Linked DNA regions of Mus musculus: region 2 is linked to region 1. The links are chromatin contacts, called in public ChIA-PET maps. All regions are on one chromosome and are shown on one strand. Each heading gives the region's core, a stretch centred on a gene start, on an enhancer-like site or on the middle of the called end of the contact. The rest is flanking DNA. Distances are from core to core; before and after follow the strand shown. Region 1 holds the start of Tagap (T cell activation Rho GTPase activating protein). Region 2 holds the start of Rnaset2a (ribonuclease T2A).

Region 1 (3,972 bases), core at 427-2,926:
ATCCTCAAAGCTTACAAGTTCTAAGACTTGGCAGCCCGCTTGGAAACCCCGTGTGTCCCTGGGCACTGGCCACGGACAGAATCTCCCCTCCTACAGCTCTGGCTGTCTTAGTCAAGGGTTAATGTTCTGCGCTCTCTCAGAACACTTAGAAAACCAAATCTCAGTAAAGTAAAAGCCCTGTGGTTTGGCAAACAGAGCACTAGTTAGGCGCACAGGAGAGATCAGTATGTTTTCAAACTCACCAGTTAGCTGGCAAATGCTGTCTTCACTCTCACATGATGTCAGCAGGGGAGGCACTTTGATATCACCCTGAAAACATGCATTTCAGTTAAAATAGTGACACCCAAAGACATCCCATCTTTCTCCATAAAATGCACATACGGCCTTTTATTCATCTTGAAAATTAAGTCAAATGCATTGATTCTGTATTTTATCTTCTCAGATCAACATTATTTTGGAAGATCTCAATAGACGTGTTTAGTTTATAATCTGATATTCATCTCACACCAATAATTAAATAACCCAAATGAGTAACAAAAGAATGTCTTTTATCTAATTACAGTGCAAATAAAAAGTTTAAAACATTACTTTCTTACCTCTGACTGACATTCAATTAATGTCTCCATGTTGTTAGCATTAAGTGTTTTTGACTAAAAGAGAGGAAAAAGAACATCAGCGAAGGTCCTTCAGCCCCTGTCTGTGGACAAGATGAATGAGTAGGTGCAAAGGACTTACGTACACCATCGAGACTGCTTATCAGCTTCATTGGAATGGAGACTGACAGTCCAAGAGGGGGGTCCACTACCTCGAGGCTTTGATCCTGTGTACAACAAATCATAAATGAAAAGAGTTAGAAAATAGAATAACTAGTCCAGTCAAATTCAAATTTCAAAGTCAGTTTGAAAAAACAAAAAACAAAACAAAACAAAACAAAAAAGGACCCAGAGCTTAAAGCTACTGGATAGAAAAGTGTTCACCTAAAACTGGGCTCCCACTAAGAAGCATCGTTGAGAATCTCATCCAAGTTTTCATTGTGTCTTATTCTATCCAAATGAAATAAAAATTCCTACGACTCCATGAAGCAAGATAACATCAGTCTTTCTTCCTAAATGTCACCTATGATTAAGAACAGCCTCTGAGAAACTTAATCCTAAATTCTTTAAGCCACACGCCTTTACTACTCCCAAACTTTGTTACGAGTTACTAAGTTCCCATCAGGAGAGCCTGAGTACACATTACAACAACCAAGACTTGCTTTTCTGAGTGCTCGCACATACTATATTAAAAGCTCTGCACTCTCATGAAACCCAAGTAAGACAGAAATTTACCTCCAGGACAATATATACAGTGTACAGAAACAAAAGATAACATTTACAGAATCCCTAAGCCCCCAAGCTGGCAGCTGACACACAGCCCCTAGCATTCTCCATTCAGAGTCCTTCTAAGGCTGACACATGTTTCTCAATAGAGCTGTTTTTAGTGGCACTGGCCCCTGACACTTCAGGGACCCAAGACCCTCGACCCACAAGGCAGTTTATGTTTTGTCCTGTTAATCTACAGTACTTACCAGCAACGGTCTTCAGCCAGAGCTCTTTTTACCTCTGGCGAACTGTGGAAAACGGGAGACACAACATGACACTCTGACCCTAGGAGTCCACCCACAGAGACAAGGCACTGGGCCCTCAGCCTCGTGTGCTGAGTGTTATATGTGGCGGGGGCGGGCAGGTGGAAACTCAGAATATTACTGGGGCCGGAAGGAACATCATGGGTTGTTACACAGCCAAAGCCAGCCAGAGACTGCTCTGCTCTCACTTCCTCATTCCTTTTAGGGCAGCGCCGGTTCTTTCCAAGCCTAACCCCCCTAATTCCCACCCCCCCCATTTCAAAGTAAAAATGTCTACAAACTACTAGGAGTGGAAACCATGACATATTGAACATAGGCAGTGGCTCTGGTTGATGTCAAAGGTGGTGTGTGCAGGATGAGAAATTTTATTATTCTGTGTGTAAACATCACTTTCCTTTCTAGTTGTTCCTGCTGGCCCCTCCCTGCTCTGGGTGTCCTGTTTGGGTGCTGTTCCCGGTCACCCACCATCCTCTCCATCCAGGACTAGATATCAATTGGCACATCTAGGTGCAGGGTGTTGCTATAAAACCAGGACGGAGATGGAGGGATGACTTCCCCTCTTTGAAAATTACCCTCGAAAGCTACACCAGTTTCTTTGGAACTAGGGGAATTGCCCATTGAGAAATTCATTTATTTCTCATGTAGAGAACCACTGCCCTAAGTTTATTGTGAAGTACGGAGTCAGTCAGATGGGTACAGATGTGTTCATTTTAGGATCAACAACTTTGTAAAGGGAACAAAAAGCGTCACATGTTTGTCAACATGGTAGCATCTTTGGAAAATCTAGAAGAACACAACGGTTTGAAATGCAGATGCTGCAAATTATATTGCATGTAAAACTGCCCTCCAATCTGGCATCTTCTGTTGTGTCACCTCCTCTTCTTCCTTCGAGATCAAATCAGGTCGTGTGTGTGTGTGTGTGTGTGTGTGTGTGTGTACATGTGCGTGTGCGTGTGCGTGTGTGTGTGTGTGTATTGGCATCCCACCTCAGAGCTATGGCTTTGAACATTCCACGGATAATTTGATGTTTGGCTCTGTAGTATTCCACAGAATTGTCTAAGACGTTATGTTTTTGGAGCTGGAGATTAAAACCTGCCCCTCAGAACACACTCTGCCTCTGAGCTGCACCCCAATCCAGGATTGGTGTTGGGCTTCTCTAATGTCAAGGACACTGCTACTTTGGAGAAAGCCTTCTCTCCTCACCAGACAGAAGGCTCTCTCGATGATGTGAAAATGGAGCCCACTTTACAAGGTTTTTCATCTTAATTCTGAGCCGTCTTCTGAGTTATAGAACTCTTAGCCTGAGCATCTGCAGCATCCCCCAAAAAAACAGCTCAAACTTTTCTTGAGATGGAAGGTTCCCGTGCCTCGGTGTAAACACTGGCCTTGGGGACACCAGCCCTCATTCTTGGCGTTACCATGAACTCTGAATACCGAGGTTAAAATGTGAGCCCGCTAAGTCATACCTAACACCTTTATATATGCCACATACTTGTATTTCAAGAGCCTCACTGCACATAGTTATCAGCACTCTTAGCTGAAGTGGGCCTTCCTGTGTCACAGGCCAGACAACTAGAGCTCCTCTGGCCATAGCTGCTCAAGTCACTCAGCTGGGCCTTCTAATCCCGAGCGCCAAAGCAGTCTATGCTTTCCCTCAGGGTAACTTCAAGTGGTTCATTTGTCTATACCCGCTTTGTCAGGTCAGGGGCCCGCATGAGGGACACTTAGCTAGCAGAGACGCAGATTTAGGGCACAGTCCTGAAACTTCAGAATTATTATCACTTTTGTTAGTAATAAATAAAACGCATTTCGTACCGTCAATGATGTGGTGACCCACAGAAACAGCTACAGCAACAGATTTGTGTGTGTATATATGTGCTGTGTGTGTGTGTGTGACATGTATGTGTATGGTATGCAATGCCAGGGTTCTGTGCAGGCATGCTTATGGAGGCCACAGTTAAATGTCTTCCTGTGTTTTATCTTACTTTTGAGACAGGGTCTCTTTACTGGACTTAGAGTGTCTACCAATTTGTCTAGATTAATTATCCAGTGACGCCCCTGTCCATTCCCTGCCCATGGCTAGGGTTATAGGCGCCTACTGCCTTGCTGGCTTTCCCGTGGGTATCAGGGATCCCAACGCAGCTCCTCACGCTTGTGAGGCCATGGAGCCATTCTTCAGACCCTACATTGACATTGAGAGTTTGTGTCTATAACTCTCCACAGACCATCCATGTCCAGCTTTTAGTAACTGACAGAGTTGTTGAGTTACTAGTTTCCCCTGCCCCCCCATCCAGCAGTAACCATGGCAACAGAAAAGTGTAACCTGGGACCTCACATTTGTAAAGCAG
Region 2 (4,100 bases), core at 566-3,065, 220 kb before region 1:
AGCAGAGGCAGGCAGATCTCTGTGAGACCAGGCTGGTCTACATAGTAAATTCCAGGTCAGCCAAAACTACGAACTGAGACTCGATCTCAAAGACAACAACAACTCACCCAGGAATACACAGCTATAAACACAAAACTAAGCCCAGGGTCTTGAAGGGACCCGTGTCAGTGAAGGGGGAAGCAGGAGCCCATGCTCTGATCAGGTCCCTTGCTGAGGGAAATGAGAACAGTAGGTGGATTGCAATTCTCAAGGGATGAGAGACCTGTGCTGAGGATAAAGGAAGTAACTGGTGGCTCCTTCCAACTGATGGCAAATATTACAAAACCAAACCCCTTACTCTTCCGGATCTGGGAAATGGCTTATTGCAAGAGCTGTCTTTCCCCCATGTTACCTAAATAAAAGTCCCGACGTCCCTGTCAATTCTGCTCCTCACCAAGTCCATCTCCAATCCATGCAACAGAACAATCATAACCCAAGTCATGCTGAGCTGCTCTCTCCCTGGCTGAGGGCTGGGGCTCATCCTCTTTAAGAAGAGGCTGGTCCTTGGTACAGCTCTAAAATTACACGCCAACAATATGTTCGGAGCCTGTGGACTCATGTGAACTATTCACTACAGCACCCTCCCATGAATGTGGTAGTTCTCAGCCATTCCCCTGCAATTGCCCTTCTTAATAACACCTGGCCTTAGAAAGTCCAGGCTTGGCTTTTCTTTGGCAGGAGCAAAGCAGGCTTCTCGGGTGTTTAAGTAGACATGACTGAGGTTGAAGTAGAATTTGGGGTAGTTTGCTTGGTTTTTAGGTTGGTTTGTGATTTTATGTTGGGTCACATCATAGCTATACTTGGCTGTGTGCTGCCTAGGGGTGTAGAATTGGACACTCCTGGCAAAGGAGACTTAAATGGTTAGCCCTCTCAATCCAGTCCGCAGCTGGGCTCCTACAGTGGCAACGGGGGCAAAGTGGCATGGGCCTCACTCAGGCTGGAGGGAATGGCAGATAGTAATCTCGACCATGAGATCTTTACTTACTTTGAACCATGGTGTTATTCCCACGAGGTCCAGGCCTGGAGGAGAGTTTCACAGGTCTAAGTGCTACTGCACAGGGGCCCCTGTGTTCCCCTCATTGTGGACCAGCTGTGCTGGAGGCTGGAAAGCAAGGGAGTCTCAGGCGCCTGGAGGGAGGGACTGCGTGAGGAGGGGACATGGGTTTGGCTTAGCAAGAGGAGCTGAAATCTAGTAAGTGGTCTAGGGTGTGTGGGATGTGAGGGGCGAGAGAGGGGTGTGAGGTTCCTCAGGTGGGCCTGGGCATGATCGGTCAGATGGTCTTGGGGGGTCAGATGGGCTGGGCATGGGGACAAGAGGTGGGTCAGATGGGCTGGGTGTGGGAGCATGAGGAGGGTCAGGTGGGTCGGGGCGTGGAGTCGAGGTGGGCCGGGGCGTGGGAGCAAGTCCCCTTATTGGGGGCCGTTACAGCGTGGGGGGCGTGTCCGTCAGGTGGGTCAGAGCCTTAGGGCGTCTGGAGGCGGAGCGTGAGAGCGTGTCTGTCAGGTCCGAAGCAGTTGGGGGACTGATCCCTTCGGAAGGCCAAGGCGTCGGGAGGCCAAGCAATGGGGTCAAGTCAGTTTGGTGCCAGGAACTGAGGCGTCGGTGCCTGGAGCGTGGGGACTTCTAGGCTAGGGCGCAGTGTGAGGGGCGTGCCCGCCGGAACTGGAGCCTGGGGACTGCTGGGCTGGGGCATGGGGGCGTGTCCGCGCGCGGCTGTGGGCGTGTCTGCGGGCGTGGCTTAGGGGTTACCCTGTGGTGCGGCGCTGGCAGGAGGAAGCCTGCGCTGAGGAGTCGGTGGAGGTCGGTCCGGCTGCGGAGCCGGCGTGCGCAAAGGCCGCTGGGAGCCTTCGGAGCCCGGGGCAGTGCGATGGCGCCGGCGGAGGCTCGCGGCGCGCTCCCGGGCTGGATCTCCGTGCTGGGCTGGGGTCTGGCGCTGTGCTCTCTGTGCGGGGCGGGCCCACTGTGGAGGTGAGCGCCGGCAGGGCTGGAGGCTGGTTTCTAGACGAAGGATGCCCTTCTTTCTCTGTTAAAGTTTTCTAGCTATCCCCCTGAGGTCCCTGCGTTGTCGCGCGCTCCTTGGTTCTCTCTGGAACAACGGGATAGATACCTCTGGTGGTCTCTGCTCCAGTTCTTCTTCATTAATTACTAAACATTTTATGGTTTCTTCTCACCTCTGTGTAACAGTCGATTAGTAAGCTTTGGTGCTTACACCACTGGAGCGGAAATGGTGGGGGCATAACTCTCCAGAAGAACTTTGTTCCCAGAGAGTAACTGAAAACCAGTGGCATTTGCTTGCTTTCATATTTATTTACAGTCACTGGGGCATGGTGTGTGCGTGTGTGTGTGTGTGTTTGTGTGTGTGTGTGTTGCGAGGGTAGTGGTGCAAAGGCTAGTCCCTGTCCAGGAGTGTGATCTTGGAGCCAAGGCACAGGCTTGCTCACATTCAACATAGTTGATACCAGGAAGAACAGCGGACACAGAAAGTACTTGGAGCAGTAAGTGTTAGCTAAGGCTGTAGTGCACAGTTCTCCTATAACAAGCTTAATGTATGCAGCTGACGCAATGGTTAAGCATGATTTAAGCCCTAAGGCCAGGTGAATCCCGTGTTTTGGGTGGGTCTTTGGCTTCTCTGTGACTCTTTCCTTGAACATTGGAGTAGGTGAAGCTTTTGATCTCCCTCTCCCTCTCCCTCTCTCTCTCTCTCCCTCTCTCTCCTGTCTCCCCCCCCCCCCTTGTTTTTTCGAGACAGGGTTTCTCTGTGTACCCCTGGCTGTCCTGGAACTTATTCTGTAGACCAGGCTGGCCTCAAACTCAGAAATCCACCTGCCTCTGCCTCCCGAGTTCTGGGATTAAAATTGTGTCTTCCTTTTGTCTGAATTACGGATAGAGATTGGTTGAGTTTTATTGTAAGCCTGCTTGTTGTCTTGGCCTTTCTAGGAATGGTTTAAACTCCCAGGGTCAGTGTGGAACTTTACAAGTAAGTTTCTGAACTGGAGACAGCTGGCGCTTTAACTCTCTTCAGCTGTGTTCTCACGGTGCGCTCCACCTCTGGTGTAGAGAAGGCTTTCCTAATCTGTTATTTTATGGCAGTTGTCAGGAGGTCTAACCAGGATCCCAGGAAAACGCGTAATTCTGTCCAATGGCATATCACCAGTGACCTGATGGGTCCCAGTTGGTCCCATATCTAAAAGCTCCCACTGTTGCTTTAACTCTGCCTCCAACATATGCGCCATAGGGGACAACACACTACAGCTCCACAGTCCTTCTGCGAAGCCTCTGGATTGGGAGAGCTTCACGTCACAGACTTGTGATGGAAGCAGTCAGTATGTGTGCATGCGACAAGGCATAGAGCACATACCACAGACAACATGTAAGAAGGCTGCCTACCCAGGCCAGGCTGTGAATGACACACATGGCCAGGGACCATTCCCAGGCCAGGCTCTAGGTAACAACATTTCCACAGTGGTCTCTGAGGCAGCACCCTGTGAGGTAAACACCGACTGAGATATTGATAGTACTGTTGTGGTATTTCAAGTCATGTTTCATGTTGCTACATGAGTTAGAGGGATACAGTGAATTTTCAGAGCTGTTGGAATTCATAAAGACCACTGAAGGATTATGAGTCTGTATTCATAAACTATCTGAGCACCGTGAAAAAGGCAATTTATTGTCCAATTACTTTCCATCAGTAGGCCTTCCTGGCTCTACCCCTGACCCACCTGTCTTCTTCATTGCGTTTATATTCTCCCTCACTTACAGATATGCACCACGGTATACATGTTGTTTCTTAGAGTGCTTGTTTCTGTCCTCTGTGGTGTGTATGTCACGAGGTGGGGACTTCCTTCCTGGCAGTATTTTCTAGTCCCATAGACCCTCCAGTGTTGAACGAGTGCTTGATTGGATGGGTGGATTTTTGTCACTTTAAAACAGTATTGAAAAATCAATTTTTCTTTTAACAGTGGCAGCCATGAGTGGAAAAAACTAATTTTGACCCAGCACTGGCCCCCAACAGTATGCAAGGTGAGCTCTCCTTTGACTGGCCCATTTGCTCCAGAGAGCC

What was found. ChIA-PET counts read pairs in DNA pulled down with a chosen protein or histone mark.
Region 2: a contact with region 1 is called in an RNA polymerase II ChIA-PET map of memory CD8 T cells, with 13 read pairs. The contact joins the promoter of Rnaset2a here to the promoter of Tagap in region 1. A contact is called at or near these places in 2 of 115 datasets of contacts at active chromatin or transcription factors (memory CD8 T cells and microglia).

Annotation. Positions count from the first base shown.
Region 1 is chr17:7,923,704-7,927,675 of GRCm38.p6, reverse strand. It overlaps Tagap (T cell activation Rho GTPase activating protein), which reads right to left and starts at 1,676. Exons shown (of 10, transcript NM_145968.2): 1 at 1,568-1,676; 2 at 740-820; 3 at 597-650; 4 at 243-309. The coding sequence starts at 766. The region is part of intron 4 of Gm1604a (predicted gene 1604A); the gene reads left to right.
Region 2 is chr17:8,145,502-8,149,601 of GRCm38.p6, reverse strand. It overlaps Rnaset2a (ribonuclease T2A), which reads left to right and starts at 1,815. Exons shown (of 9, transcript NM_001083938.3): 1 at 1,815-2,008; 2 at 4,000-4,060. The coding sequence starts at 1,908.